2 separate regions of the Oryctolagus cuniculus genome follow, and region 1 is linked to region 2. Evidence: chromatin contacts called from public Hi-C data. All regions are on one chromosome and are shown on one strand. Each heading gives the region's core, a stretch centred on a gene start, on an enhancer-like site or on the middle of the called end of the contact. The rest is flanking DNA. Distances are from core to core; before and after follow the strand shown.

Region 1 (3,097 bases), core at 552-3,051, 530 kb before region 2:
GCTGGGACTGGGCCAGGCCAAAGCCAGGAGCCAAGAACTCCATCCAGCTCTCCCATGCGGGTGACAGGGACCCAAGCACATGGACCATCTTAATGCTGCTTTCCCGGGTGCATTAACAAGGAACTGGATTGGCAGTAGAGCAGCCAGGACTTGAACCTGTACTCATGGGATGCTGGCATCACAGGTGGCGGCTTAACCCATTATGTCACAGTGCTGGCACCTGACTACCAGGTCCAGTTTTGTCTTTAAACTGTCGACAGGTGCTCCCAGAAGCTCTGAAACAGTGTATTTCTTCCAGGCACAGCAAAGCCATCCTCGCCACTGCTTGCCATGCGTCTTTGTTTCTTCTAGCTGTTTTCCAGTGGTTTTTCCCAGCACACAACCATTTTATCCAGAGAACAATAATTATAGAGGCTTGCATGGGAGTGTGTAGGGCAGAGCGCCTGCTAGGCTTAAAAGAAGTGGGAAACAAAGCCTGGAGAAATCGTTTTGTGTGGGAAGTGCTGAGCCTCCCGGAATACATCCTGGGTGAGACTCCTCCTTGACCCCAAGCTCCGCAGATCCCCAAGGACTGTGTGAGACTTCCCGCAGCAGGCTGGCTGGCTTCTCAGAAGGACTTTGCAGTGAGCTGAGTAGTAGGAGGCTACACTGCAGCCTAACAAAGGCATGAACAGAAACACCAAATCCAAGGGCCGAGGGCGTGGTCAAAGCAAAGTCTCACTCAGTGTAGGAGCCTACCTTCCTGTTGTTGGTGCTCGGCTGTTCTTCCTCACTGTTCAGCTGGGGCTGCTGGCACCATCCAGCTTGCATTGTCTTCGGGCTAAGATAATTATAGCCTCCTCTGAACTATCAGTTTCTCTTTGATGCCTTGTATGTTCATCAGCCACTTCCCAATAAATGGCCCAGGATACATGTGCACTCGTCCTCAGAGTAGGGCAACCGAGTCCAGCCAAGCAGAATCTGCAAACTCCTAAGAAGGAGCTCCGCCCCCACCTCCACCCTGCCCCCTCCACGGCTACACCGGCCGGCAGGGCTAGGCAGAGAGCCTCAGCTTCCAGGTGGGAGAGCAATGGATGGGTTGGTTCTGGAAAGCAGGGCAAACTAGGGTGCTTCCTTGGCACATTTGCTCTTCGAATCTAGATTTTAATTTATTTTAAAGGTTTATTTTATTGGAAAGGCAGGGTGACAGGCAGAGATTGATCTTCCACCTGCTGGTTCACTTCCTAAACGGCTACAACAGCTGGGGCTGGACCAGGCCGAGGCCAGGAACCTGGAACTCCATCCAGGTCTCCCGGGTGGGTGGCAGGGGCCCAAGGACTTGGGCCATCTTCTGCAGCTTTCCAAGGTGCATTAGCAGGGAGCTGGATCAGAAGTGGAGCAGCCTTGGCCCCAGAACCAGCGCTCGGGTATGGAATGCCGGTGTCCCCCGGTGTCCCCCGCAGCGGCTCACCCTGCTGCACTACGTTGCCAGCCCCAAATCTAGATTTTAGAATATGAGAGGACACTGGTCCCAAGCTACAGATGACCCATGCCATTGAGAAACTGAGACATTCGGCCCCTGGGCATCTCATCAGCAGACTACACGGGGCTGGAAAAGGAACTGACGGTATCCTAAGGGTCGTGCCATTTTCTCACCTTTTTGTCTTTCGGGTTTTATTGAGACATTTAGAATTGATCCTCCACGGTGGTTTGAGCCAGACTGGCCTCTAGGTGGCGCTTCGGCACCGAGAATGGCGGCGGGCGGCAGCGGGCGTCCCCTCTGCTGCGGTTCCTAGCGGATGCCATCAGATAAGGGGATTCATGGGAAATCGGGCCTCTCCGCTGCACGACACTAGGAAGGCCTGCCCTTTGTCCCTGCCCAGCCCGGGACTCCGGCGAGGTCAGGGGCGGCGCAGGGTCCTGCCAGGGGTTGGGAGAGCGAGACCGGAGCTGCAGGCTCCCCGGTGTTCGGGAGGCCGCGCCCAGGCCTGCAGCCCCTGACGGAGCGACTGAGCGCCGCCCTTGGCTGCACCTGGCTGGCCGCCCACGCGCCGAGGTGGAACTTCTCCGCTGCTCCCGGCTCCTCCCTGCCCCCACACCCTGTTCCCACCTTGCGCGGGTCTTCCAGGACTGCAGTGCCTGTCAGTACCAGCAGATAGCGACTTCCCCCGGGGAAGTTGTTGATTTCTATAGTGGTTTCGGGGCTTGGCACCCTGGAGTGCTAAAAATTACATTTAAGGGGATACTGAGTACATTTAAGGGGACGGTAAGTGGTGGGGTCCACTCTGTAGGACGTGAGCATGGCTGCACTAGCTGCGGATGCCCTCACACGGGGTTCCAGTAGAAGGCACAGTGTGCAGGAACCTGAAGGGGCGGGCGCTGCAGATCCTGGAAGATACCCCGGGGTCAGGCACTGGGGCCCTGGCTGCCTGTCAGGTGGATACTAGAGGGTGTGGGTGGACCTGGGGGAGGCTTCTCTGAGGCCTTCCTAAAAGGACGGACAGGGACCTGCATTGTGGCACAGTGGTTACGCCACCTCCCACTATGCCAGTATTCCATATAAGTACAAGTTCGAGTCCCGGCTGCTCGGCTTCGGATCCACCTCCCTGCTATCGTGCCTGGGAAGGGACTAGAGGATGGCCCAAGTGCCTGGGTCCCTGCCACCCACACGGGGGAACCTAGCCATGTGGCTATTTGGGGAGTGAACCAGCAGATAGACGATTCCTTCTCGCCCATCTTCCTTTCTGCCTGTAACTCTGACTTTCAAATAAATATATATGTATATATATATATATATTTAAAGCATGGGACAGGTCAGCACACTGACCATCAAAACCCTTCTGTCTTTATCTGACATTAGTATGTCTTGGATTAAAAACTCTGAGACACAGTTTCGTTTTTACCCATCCTATCCTATTCCAATCCATGAGCCTCGCTTTGTGTGCCTGGTTTAATGTACATATCTCTGGCAATTTAGGATCCTACAATGAGACTATAACTGGCTCCAGCCCCAGCTCTCCTGCTCCCTAGCTGTGTGATGTGGGTCAGTCATTTAACCTCAGTGTGCCTCTGTCTCTCACCTTGTAAGGGACAAGAACAGGCGTGTTTAACTCATGGC
Region 2 (3,008 bases), core at 132-2,631:
TCCTTATTTAGAAATAAGAGACTTAACATGTGCTTAGCTTTTACAAATTTTCAGAGTCCTCTTGAATTCTAATTAAAGATATTTGTTGAAAGAGGAAGTTTTAAACTCCGTAAAACAGCGGGCTTCTCAGTCCCATGAAACAGCACTCAGTAGCATTGTCAAAAAAGGCACATTCTCAGAATCAAATTATTTTCTAGAATATTTGCACACACTTGTGCTGTCACCCAAGTTCATCTTGTGAAACAACACATCAGGTCCTTCCCTCTGCCAGTCTGACTGTGAAACTCTCGCACGTGACAACTGTATCAGCCCTGGAGATAAGACGCACTTCCCAGAGGGAGTTGTGAAACCCCATTTTCATCCAGAACTATATTTAGTCACCCATTGTTAACTACTTGAATAGAGCAAAACTAGGAGGCGTGGTAAATGCCAAGAATTTAGTACCACAGAAATTTATTTTCCCTATAGCTCACAATTAGTGATACAAATCCTATTTTTATCGTTAACTGTGACATAACTTTGATGTCATATGTTGTCAGTCTGATGTGGCTCTTCCTAAGTAACCTGTCACTGTACTGATTATATACTGATTTAGCGATGTGGCCTTGGAATGTCTAGAAAAATATGGATGTACTGGTTGTAAATGTTTATATATTGTACAGTCCCTTTATATATACACTGAGGTTCTGATTAGAGAAAGAGATCTGTAAATCGCTCGTTATTTTTTATATAGATATTAAAAAAAGAAAAAGCAAAAAGTAATTCCTGGCCTGCATCTCTTTTGCTGTCAGTTTTGTTTAATGCTGCTTTCTGGTTTTGGAGACAGTTCCCACTACGGCCTGATCCTTACCCTCCAGCCCACACCCAGAGTCCCACAATCAGGAAGATTCTTCCAGTGACGACTTTAGCTACAGAGGTTCTACTTTTATTATCTATAAAGCTTGAAACTGATTTGTGCCAGATATCATGATGCCCGTTTTTCACTTTCATTGCCAACAAAACAGTGTTGCATAAACAGTCTGTCCCTAACAAAGCCCTCCCTCACACTGTCCTACTGGGGATTCAGCCCCCAGACACTTATCACGGCGACAGCAGCAGAAGTCCAGTACCACAAGATCGCGGAGTTCAATGATTTCATCACACTGGGGCAGTTCACATTTTAAAATATCATTTAATTGACATTTATACTTACTTTCAGGATGAAGTGTTCTGACTTGATTTCATATAACTCTCAATGTGAATAATACTTCAAGACCATGATGAATTTAGTACTCTTCGGGGGAAAGTACATTCCTAGTTACACTGCGTGAGTGCGCACTAAAAATAAGCCTCCGCAGTGGAGAGGTTGCAGCGAAGGCCACACAGCTTGGCAGCAGAACCATCCTGTTGCTGTCTCAGTGGACATATCTTCTTACTGGCCACAGCAGGCAGGAAATCGTGGGAAGCTACTGCACTGCCTCACTAGCAAGATTAGAAAGGTGGGTCTTATCCTCTGAGCCAATCAGCTTCTGTGTAATGGTCAGTTCCTTGTCCTCAGAAAGGCATTTGACTTTTTACTGCTACATGAGAATATCTTGATAGCAAGATGTTCTTTTAAACATGTAGACAAGTGAATTTTATGTTTAAAGCAGAGTTGGGTTTTAACAAAGCAGGGGGCATTCACATCAGTGGGAGCACCTAATGCCTGCCAGGGAGCCAGTCCAGAGTGTGCCCTCGGGTCAAGGAACACTGGTGCGCATGTAGACTGGTGACGGAAGGGGACACCTGAGTGGGGTAAGGTTGACTGCAGCACGTGTGCCCTCCATGGCATGCTTCAGTGCCCAACACTACGGTTTTTAAACAGTGACAGATTTACTTATTCAGGCAGTTCCTTCTGGTTCTATTAGATTTATCAATATAATGACTAATGCTAATAACATCATTATAGTTTAACAACACAATGACTTGTTAACAGCATACCATGTTTAAATGAAATCTGGGGCCGGCGCCGCGGCTCACTAGGCTAATCCTCCGCCTAGCGGCGCCGGCACACCGGGTTCTAGTCCCGGTCGGGGCTCCGGATTCTGTCCCGGTTGCCCCTCTTCCAGGCCAGCCCTCTGCTGTGGCCAGGGAGTGCAGTGGAGGATGGCCCAGGTGCTTGGGCCCTGCACCCCATGGGAGACCAGGAAAAGCACCTGGCTCCTGGCTCCTGCCATCGGATCAGCGCGGTGCGCCGGCCGCAGCACGCTGGCCGCGGCGGCCATTGGAGGGTGAACCAACGGCAAAAAGGAAGACCTTTCTCTCTGTCTCTCTCTCTCTCTCACTGTCCACTCTGCCTGTCAAAAAATAAAAAAAATAAAAAAATAAAAAAATAAAAAAAAAAAAAATGAAATCTGGAATCTTTGCCTTGGTTAGGTAAGTTCAAGATATTCACTAAATTGGCTGTTTTCAATGTTGCCATGCAATTAACCTTAAGAAGTATAATAATATGAATGAATGATTGTAAAGTTGGGATTTTACTTCATAGAAAACTTGGAATTTTCCTCACTTATATTTGAAAATACAAAAACATAGAAAAGAGCTTTAAGTTAGCCTCAATCAAGATGTTAACAATTTTGTGAGTATGTGTCTATTTTACAATATTTGCATTAAAGTCAGCAAGAACTATTAGCAAACGCACCAGGTGTTTATTTTGTCCTTAAAGGACACCACGTGTTCACTGGAGTAGTAGCTTGGTGCAGCTCAGAGGCCCAGGTAAGGCCGCAGGAAAGGTATCGAGTTAGCGCTCACTTGTGAAACTCAAACTTCATCACTCAGCGTGGCAGCAGTAACTGCAAGAAGCAAAGGGTTATTGAAGGTCACTTGTCAGTACATGCTCAGGTGAAGCAACACGCCACAAAATCATGCTTAGGATTGAGAGTGAGACCCAGTGGCCCACTGAGTGTGTAGATGCAAACATTCTCAATGAAGCAGTTCGGTTGTTTGAAAGGAGGTTCTTTTTCCAGCACATATGGCTACTTAGCCTCTAG

What was found. Hi-C and Micro-C count contacts between places; a contact is called where the count stands out from the background.
Region 1: a contact with region 2 is called in a Hi-C map of liver, with 6 times the contacts expected there. The contact joins two enhancer-like sites. A contact is called at or near these places in 4 of 6 Hi-C or Micro-C datasets (ear pinna, liver, psoas muscle and 1 more).

The regions. Positions count from the first base shown.
Region 1 is chr7:57,209,840-57,212,936 of mOryCun1.1, reverse strand. All of the region lies in intron 1 of LOC127493688 (a long non-coding RNA gene), which reads left to right. Among named protein-coding and RNA genes, the nearest start is that of LRIG2, 77 kb to the left of the region's middle. Within about 2 kb of position 1,801, at least 3 of the 8 cell types and tissues checked have an H3K27ac peak or open chromatin away from gene starts, as enhancers often do.
Region 2 is chr7:56,679,519-56,682,526 of mOryCun1.1, reverse strand. MAGI3 (membrane associated guanylate kinase, WW and PDZ domain containing 3) reads left to right here. Exons shown (of 22, transcript XM_017345964.3): 22 at 1-762. It overlaps PHTF1 (putative homeodomain transcription factor 1), which reads right to left. Exons shown (of 19, transcript XM_070077843.1): 19 at 2,645-2,810. The coding sequence ends at 2,793. Among named protein-coding and RNA genes, the nearest start is that of PHTF1, 54 kb to the right of the region's middle. Within about 2 kb of position 1,381, at least 1 of the 8 cell types and tissues checked has an H3K27ac peak or open chromatin away from gene starts, as enhancers often do.